Regions from separate parts of the Mus musculus genome. Here all the other regions are linked to region 2. Evidence: chromatin contacts called from public HiChIP or PLAC-seq and Micro-C data. All regions are on one chromosome and are shown on one strand. Each heading gives the region's core, a stretch centred on a gene start, on an enhancer-like site or on the middle of the called end of the contact. The rest is flanking DNA. Distances are from core to core; before and after follow the strand shown.

Evidence for each region. Hi-C and Micro-C count contacts between places; a contact is called where the count stands out from the background. HiChIP or PLAC-seq counts read pairs in DNA pulled down with a chosen protein or histone mark.
Region 1: a contact with region 2 is called in a Micro-C map of embryonic stem cells, with 2.5 times the contacts expected there. The contact joins the promoter of Klhdc3 here to the promoter of Tmem63b in region 2. A contact is called at or near these places in 1 of 39 promoter capture datasets (pre-B cells), 1 of 484 Hi-C or Micro-C datasets (embryonic stem cells) and 3 of 115 datasets of contacts at active chromatin or transcription factors (large pre-B cells, pancreatic cancer cells and pro-B cells).
Region 3: an H3K27ac HiChIP or PLAC-seq map of epiblast stem cells shows a contact between it and region 2, with 4 times the contacts expected there. The contact joins the promoter of Ptk7 here to the promoter of Tmem63b in region 2. A contact is called at or near these places in 1 of 39 promoter capture datasets (cranial neural crest), 4 of 115 datasets of contacts at active chromatin or transcription factors (embryonic midbrain, embryonic stem cells and epiblast stem cells) and 2 of 9 other capture datasets (embryonic stem cells and liver).

What each region holds. Positions count from the first base shown.
Region 1 is chr17:46,679,504-46,682,224 of GRCm38.p6, forward strand. It overlaps Klhdc3 (kelch domain containing 3), which reads right to left and starts at 1,427. Exons shown (of 12, transcript NM_027910.3): 1 at 1,199-1,427. Mea1 (male enhanced antigen 1) reads left to right here and starts at 1,618. Exons shown (of 4, transcript NM_010787.2): 1 at 1,618-1,702; 2 at 2,114-2,394; 3 at 2,506-2,608. The coding sequence starts at 2,125.
Region 2 is chr17:45,684,924-45,687,725 of GRCm38.p6, forward strand. It overlaps Tmem63b (transmembrane protein 63b), which reads right to left and starts at 1,295. Exons shown (of 24, transcript NM_198167.3): 1 at 1,194-1,295. It overlaps Mrpl14 (mitochondrial ribosomal protein L14), which reads left to right and starts at 1,426. Exons shown (of 3, transcript NM_026732.3): 1 at 1,426-1,504.
Region 3 is chr17:46,628,082-46,630,843 of GRCm38.p6, forward strand. Ptk7 (PTK7 protein tyrosine kinase 7) reads right to left here and starts at 1,423. Exons shown (of 20, transcript NM_175168.4): 1 at 1,187-1,423. The coding sequence starts at 1,241. It overlaps Klc4 (kinesin light chain 4), which reads right to left. Exons shown (of 16, transcript NM_001357130.1): 16 at 2,548-2,762.

The DNA.
Region 1 (2,721 bases), core at 177-2,676, 990 kb after region 2:
CCTTTGCCAGGAGACATCTGCTGGGTTTGGGTGATCATTCACTTCCTGTTCAAAAATCCTTGGCAGGGAGGAAAAACCTCGGGGGTGGGGTGGGTGCACCTCAAGCAAAGGAGGTTCCCTTCAAGGGGACAGACGCAGCTTTCATGAATCAACTGCCCCCACAACCTTTCACTGTATACTTTAAGTAGCCATCTCTCTCAATGTGAAACAGCAGCAGCCAAAAGTTAAACTGTTCCTTCATTACTCAGGCTCTTCAATTTTTGCTTATCAGAGAAAGAGGACTGAAAGCTTAAGAATCCAAGTCCAAGGCACTCGTGCTGGGGCATGGAGGCAGGGGGATGTCTGTGTAATTAAGGTCAGCCACCTGGGTCTACACAGTAAGTCCCAAATTAGCCAGAGCTACAAGAACCTGTCTCAAAAAAAAAAAACAAACAAAAAATAGAGAAAGAAAGGAAAGAACGTGGTGGTGGAGAGCCTATCAACCTCCTTCATATCTTTTACTCTCCTTTGAAAGTAAGTCCAGATAAAACGAAAATGCACAAAGATAAGACTACAATCCCAGTGGCAGACGGAGGAAGACTCCATCTTCCTAAGGAGAACTCGGAGGCAGGAGGTTATACGTTATCTCTGGGTCTCCAGCATTTCCCACCAATAGGCCATTTTCAACATCCCAGCCCCTGAGGTCGGCTTCCCCTCCCTGCTCGCGCCCCTTCCCTTCTTAATTTCCCGAGAGCCTTGCAGTTCCTCCTCCCACCACTTCAAGGTCCACACCAGAGCCCTCTAACTCGTCTAAGTTCACGAAGGGAAGCAAGCCATTCTTATCCCCTGCCAACCATACCGCTCTGTGAATGAGACTGGTCTCCGGTTGTAGTCCACCTTTCTCAGCCGCCCCTCCCCCACGACGCCACACTGCCCCCTCCCCCTGCCATTATGCTCAGCTTCCTGATTCTCTTCGGAACCCACTCGTCCACTTCTCTCAGCGCTTCCTCCAGCCACCAGGTCTCTCCCACCCGTCTCCAGGCCATTTTCCCCTAACCCTTTCGCGGACCATTAACACTCCTCTTTCCCAGCATCCCCCTAGCTCCCTCCCCACCCCCAGCTCAGCCTTCTCAGCCCCTCCCGCGCGGCCCCAGCCGTAGGCAATGGGCGTCGCCTGTCCCTTCAATTTTCCTCATCCCCCCAACCCATCCCAGGCTACCTGCCAGGCCGGGCCGGGGTGGGGCCGCGGGTCCTCGCGCTGCCAGCAGCCTAGAACCCGTTGCCCGCCAACCGATTCCTCGGTCCCCAACGAGATAAACACTGCCAGACTTCGTCCTTCCGGCGGGCAGCGGGACGCGCACGTGCAGTGAGAATTGCCGGCCCGACAGCTTCAGGGACTTGTAGTCCACGAATTACCCCAGGGCCGAAAGATGGGGAGCGGGTGGGCGGGGCCGGTTTGTGCGCATGCGCAGAACACCAGTTCACGTCGCACGCCTGAGGGTCACTGGGTAATGTAGTTCTTTGTGGTCCGGGCAGGGGATGGCGGAGGCGGGGCAAGAGGCGGACTTGTCCTCGCTTGCGTCAGTCTCGGGCACGGGGCGGGGCTGGAGGACTAAGAGCCCCAGCATGTCCTGCCCCGCCGGAAGTGAAGGTGCGGGTCCGGCTGTGGGCTCTGAGAGGGTGAGGCGCGAGGAAATACCAACGCCGAGAATCAGTGGGGCGGGTAGGGGACTCTGTAGCTGGGGCCATTGAAGGGGAGACCCTGGGCCTGAAGGGGTTTTTGCCAGGCGGTACTACACTCCCCCGGAATAGAGGGAATGAGGGGCGGGGACGCGCTATGGTGGGTAGCCTGGCGACCAGCAGTTACCTCCAGAGGAGGGGCGTGGTGAGAGGGGCGAGGTTCTGGGAAGAGGCTTTTAGGAAGAGGTGAAACCCTCCGGTGGTCGGTTCATTTAGGAATCGGGCGAGTTAAAGACGTGTGTGCTCCAGCTCAATATGAGAACCCAAACTTGAGACAGGGAGGCAGGAGAGACGGGAGGAAGATGCAAGTTCCATGCGAGAGGGAAGTGGGTGGCTGAACGTGAAAGGAGACCTGGTTTCATCCCATCCCTATCCCGCCTTTCTGTCCCTGCAGCCCCTGCCCGGATGGCAGCAGTAGTTCTAGGGGGAGACACCATGGGCCCTGAGCGTATCTTCCCCAATCAGACTGAGGACTTAGGGCCACATCAGGGTCCTACAGAAGGAACTGGGGATTGGAGCAGTGAAGAACCCGAGGAAGAGCAGGAGGAAACAGGAGCAGGCCCAGCAGGCTACTCGTACCAGCCCCTCAATCAAGACCCTGAACAAGAAGAGGTGGAATTGGCACCAGTGGGTGAAGGAGAAGATGGAGCTGCTGACATCCAAGATCGGATCCAGGTATGGTGGAGGATGCTGTTACTAAGCAGATGAGATGGAATGTACCAACAGCTGTTTATCATAATGGCAGGGGGAGGGGCGCCTAACAAATTATCTTCTCTGGTTCTGCAGGCCCTGGGGCTTCATCTGCCAGACCCTCCATTGGAGAGTGAGGATGAAGATGAGGAGGGAGCCGCCGCATTGAGCAGCCACAGCTCTATCCCCATGGACCCAGGTACAAAAACAACCAAAGCTCATTCCTTCATTTAGAAATAATTACCAAAAACTAGTAAGAACTGGGCATGGTGGTGCACACCTTTAATCCCAGCGCTCATGAGGCAGAGGCAG
Region 2 (2,802 bases), core at 45-2,544:
ACGTAGACCCTCTGGTACCCGGGAGGACAAAGGTGCTGGCAGCATACCCACCACCTGAGCCTGGCAGCCACTCCCCTTCCCCTTCTCTCTTATATCTGGAAGGCAGAGGGCTGTGGTCCCCTCTTCAGGAGGCGTTGGGTACAATCTCATTCACCCGACTACTGCAGACCGGGAGGAGGTTCAGGGTCAGGGAGTGGTACTCGGTAGAGAGCAGAGCCCCAAGCCCCTCTGAGCAACCGGCCGCCAGACTTCCGATCAGGGGACCAAGGCGGGTGGCAGCACAAAGCTCCAAGGGCAGCCAGCCCCTCTGACCTCTCTTCCCCACTTCCCGGGCATCCTTGCTTTTTCTGAGCAACACAACGACAAGCTTTGGGACAGTCCGCACCAGGCGGTCAAGACGGCCGGGAGGGACAAAGCGCGCCCCCTCCCCCTCAATAGGGCCTTTGCCTACTCCGGATTCGCGTCTGAATCTTCTCCCCACCGCACCCTCCAACGCAGGCCCGGGCGGCTCATGAATGAACTGCTCTGTGTGGGGCGCAGGAGAGGACATGCTCCCCGGGCCGGCCGCCCTCTCCAGCCCGCAGATCAGTCCCCACCAGGGTTGGGGCAGCTACTCGTCTGGTGCTAACACCTCGAGCCCTGCCCTTTGCCCAAGCATGAACCCCTTGCTTGAGGCCGGCTTCGTCCCCAGCAACAAGAAAAAGAATTAAAAAAAAAAAAAAAGAGAGAGACCGAGGGCATTGGACTTGGCGACCCTAGAATGCAAAACTCGGGGGCGGAGGCGGGTGGTTCCCTTCAGCGGCGCCGGCGGCTGGGGAGCAGCTGGGACCGGAGGAGGGCCGCGCAGGGGCCGCACACCTGGACGGAGCAGGTGGAACTAGAGTGGCACTCGAGGGCCGGGACGCAGGGGTCCCACGCCTTGGAATATTCCTGAGGGGCGGGGGTAGAGGACGGCGCACATCTGGAGCCCCGACAGGGGTGGGAGGACTCACATCTGGCAGGGACGGTGCGGGTTTGGGGACAAAGCGTGCCTCCGTTGGGTCCCGTGGGGCCCGGGCACCTCTGGGTCCCGCAGGAGGTGGAAGGGAGGGGACGCGCAGCTGAGTCCGGGTGCTTTTTTTTTCCTTCCTTGGGGTGGTGGTGAGATCCTATGAGCCAAGTAAGGGGTGCTGGGGAGGGGTCCGCGTACTCACCCCTAGGCGCAGACTCGGCTCCGACTCGGGAGCCCCGGCTCCGGGCGGGGCGGGGCTGGGGAGGGGGAGGGGGAGTCGCCGGGCGGCTAGAGCTCTGGGCTCCTGCGGCGGCCGCGGCAGCGCGTGGGGGAGGGGGAGCAGAAGGAGGGAGGGAGGGCCGGGGAGGGGCTCCCGCAGGACCCGCCCCCACGCCGCACACGTAGAAAGTGCGCGCGCACTCACGGAGAACCCCTGGCGCGCAGGCGCAGCGTGCGGGGCGGGGCCTTGCCAAGCGGGGGTCCGTGGCGGGAGATTCCCAGGCTGTTAACGCGGTACGGTGGGGGCTCAGGGGAACACCTCGCACCCCTCGCGCTGCTTTTCCCGGTTTCTTCTCTGCAATAAGGGAGGCGCTGTCGGGGAGGGGTGAGGACAGGCCTTACTGGAAACCCAGTGTCAAGTGAGAAGGGTGCTCACTCTTCGCGAGGCCTCAGATCTGGACCCTCTCGCTGCCTTTTTGCCAAAGGCTTCGGGGTCCGCGCCTCCCACGCGCCCCCGATGCGCCCACCTGCTTATCCAGTTCGGGATGTAGAGCCTCGGGGAATGGGGGCTGAGATCTTGCCTGGGTTAAGTGGCTAGGCCGGTTGCTTTGACGCGTCTCCCGCAGTTTTATCTGCTTCTCTCTCTTGCTGGGCCTGGAGATGAGTTTGCTAGAAACTTCTGTGGTGTAAAGAGGGAGTCTTTGCTTTTGCTTCTGTCAGGCTGAATGACTCCTTTTGCACCGGGGATTCCCTGTATTCTCAGTTCACCAAAGACCTCTCCTAGTGGGGGGGTGGGGTTAAGACTTGAGAGTTGGAGAGGTGGAACGCCCCTTTTCTGTATGTCACCACACATCTCGAATACAAAGACACGACAGATACCACCTGTTAAATTTCGAGGTCTTAAAGGGGACAGAAGAAATACTGCTTCCCGCTGTACGCAGTAAGTGAGCTTTACACGCTGAGACTTAGATGAGGAACTGTGTAGCGGTCACAAGAGGCGAGACGGGATCACCTTGGATTACTTGGGAAATGGTGGCACCCAGGGAGGGTCTTGCATCACGACTGGACACTACCATCCTGGTCACTGTGTTTGCTGTATGTGGCTATTCAGCTGCTCGTTTTGTAGCTGGGGGTTTGCAGCTCTAAGATTTGGTCTGTTGAAGTGTCTTTCAGACACTCCCATGAGTGGCTTGGAAATCAGTTTAGTAGATCATGGCCATCGTGTGTGTGTGTGTGTGTGTGTGTGTGTGTGTGTGTGTGTTGCGCCTACAGTAGGTATTCTGTCTTGGGACACAAGGGCATGGGGGTGTATTAGGTGTCTTCTACTGTTTCTGTGTGTTGTAGAAAAGTTTGGGAAAGTATTGATCTCTTGTATACCTCTCGCTTTCCTTAGCTTGAGTTTTTAGTCAGTTAAATCCTCTGAAGATGCAGTTGATAGTACTAGTAATGAGCACATTGGAATTGGCCATCAGTGGGGTTTGCCCGTAATCCTAGATGTAGGTAGCCGTTAAGGATGTCAAGGCCATCCTTAGCTGCTTTGGGTGTGTAAGGCCAGCTTGAGATTGCCTGACACCAAGTCTCAACAAATCAAA
Region 3 (2,762 bases), core at 173-2,672, 940 kb after region 2:
AAGTAAGTTCTTTTTAGGTTAAGGACTAAGACACCCCCACCCCCACCCCCGCAGACTGTCTCCCCAAGGAGGGCTGTTTCCGCAGACCACCACTGGTAGTTTTGTCTTGGAAGGTAAGGAGGGAGTCATTTGGACCAGCAGACTGGGTATATGGGTGGCTTGGCGATTTCCGGTTAAGTCACTTACAACACCTTAGTTGTGACCGACTCTCAGGTGTGATCAGCCAGGAAATAAAAGTCTGCGGGACAGGGTGCCCCTTGTTTGCCCTGGAGATGGGGGGGGGGGGCGGGGGGGCCACACCCTCACCAAAGTAGAGAGACCCTTCACGAAAAGCCAGAGTTGGGCGCTCTCTCTCTCTCTCTCTCTCTCTCTCTCTCTCTCTCTCTCTCTCTCTCTCGTTCTATCTCTCTCTTTGCCTTTCTGCCCTTAGGAAGAGAGACAATCCTTTCCTCCGAGAACACGGACACACGGACAGGATGGAAATCCAGGAAACAGCAAAGCAAAGCCCGTCCGCACCTTGGCAAGCCGGCCATGCCCGATTTTGGCAGCGGCCTTCACTCATTAGTCACCACTACAGCCTGGGACCCTCCGCTCCAGGGATACGACCCTGGCACCGAGTAGGCTCAAGGCCTAGTTGGAGGAGAAGATTAGGCACTTCTCAGTCTAACCTGCCCTCACCCGCAGGGCCATCTGGGGTTCCAGCTTTGCCCCGGAACTTGCAGGGAGGGACCCGGGCGCGTCGGGCCGGCATAGGTAACAAAGCTCCGCGCCAGGCGCGCCCCATGTCAGCTCGGACGGGATCGGGAGCCAGGCCTATCCCCCTCATCTGGGCTCCAAGGCCCGGGGCATTCCTGGGTGTCCGCGTCCGCACCTTTTCACGGGATGGGAGGGCACTGCTTCTCCAAAAGGGAGATCTTAGCAGAGCTTGGGAGCCAGCGACTCCGGGCAACGCTCGAGCAAACTCTCGGATCGGGCGGAGAGAACTCACAGCAAACGCGTCCCCGCGCCCCAGTGCACCGTGTCGCCACCGCGTAGGGGGCGTCGCCAACCCAGGATCCTCGAGCCCCTAGCGAGCCTCTCCACCTCCCCAACTGCCCAGCCCACCTCTCCAGGGCCCTTCCAGCCCCCGGGACTCCCGCGCTTCTCAAAGCACAGCTCGGATCCTCCCGGTTCTCGGGGGACTCACCGGCCAGCAGCGGCAGAAGCAGGGCTCTGAGCAGAGTCAGCGGGCGGGCTCCCATCCTGGCGGGCTGCAGACGAGCAGCGAGGTTCAAGGCACACGGCGAGCGGGCGCGCGGACCGGAGCGCGGGGGCCGCCGCAGCAGCTACAGCCCGAGCCCGAGGCGTCCGGAGCTGGAGCCGCGCGCGCCCCGTACATCCAAGCCCTCGAGCGCGCCGCCGCCGCAGCCAAGCCACGCCCCCGACGCCCCCTCCTCTCCGCCTGCACGGCGCCCCGCCCCCTGACGCCCCCTTCCCCGCCGTCGAGGGGAGGAGCTGGCAATAGAAAGAAGGATCTGGGGAATGATGGGGGGGGGGGGGAGCAGCAGTGGCCGTCTTAGGGGAGTGCCGGAGACCTGGGTGTTGTTCCCACCGCCTAATCTATCCACTGGGACGCAAGAGAACCAAAGTGACTCTCAGAACTCCGTTAGGCCCTCTGAACCTACCTGGAGATCTGGAGCAATAGTTTGCCCAGAATTCTCCAAGTTGCTGGAGTTAAGCAACCCAAAGTGCTGCATGAGACAGACCAGCAGGGTGTCTCAGAAGAAGGCAAGGAGGACATAGCCAGGATGTCTCAGAAGACAAGGAGGGCACAGCTGTGGTGCCCGGTGGAACAGATGTAGCCAGGGAGGGGGAGGGGCGTGCGTGACACTGGACAAATCTGAACCCAAGGTAGAAACCCTGGGCTCCAACCCCCAGCGAGAGCTATTAAACAGACATACATCCCAAGTCCATCTCCAAGCAGTCTGGGCTGTGTCAGGGCATGGCCAAATCTCCAGCTGTGGGGAGGCCCAACGCAGCCCTTGTTCCAGGCACCCTCCACCCCCAGCGCCACCACCCCCACATTCTTTCTTTGTTGTGAAAGCAGCAAGGGGTGTGGGAGGCGGGTCAGAAGAAGTCAAGCTTTAGAAGATGGGCCCCAGCTGCTGACAGGCCTCCAGGATATGCAAGAGAGGATGGATAGCGCCTTGTCCCCCTTCTGGCTCTGGAGGGCCCCCCAGGCCTGCTTAGACCTCCCTTCCCCCAAGCAGCTGGGAGGGGGGAAGGAAGCCACAGAGGGCCTCACAGGCAGGAGAAGTGGCGCCAGGACTCCAGGGTCCTGCCACATGGCCACCACATGTCCCTGACAACCCCGTCCACAGCACCTTCTTCTTGTGTGCCTCATTCCCCATCCCCCAGAAGTCTTCCTCCAGGCCCTGCTAAAGAGGGTACAAACACGGAGGGAACCATTGAGCCAAGAATTCAACAGTCCTGCACACTACCACTGCCCTCATCCTTCTAGGAAGGGTCCTGAACAACGTCTTCAATGAAGACTCCGAACACAAAATGTTACCTGGTTCATTTATTAAAGAAACAGTGAAATATGTGGACCTGTAGTGAGGCAGCAGAGGGTAAAAGAGACCAGGGCAAGGCAGCCCAGTTGGCCAGCCCCAAACTGACAGAAGAGCCAGCATCAGGCGCATCCCTGAGGTGCAGACCCACTTTCTCCCACCTTGGGAGCCTCAGTCAGCTACTCTAGAGGACTCCAAAGTAGAGATCATGTT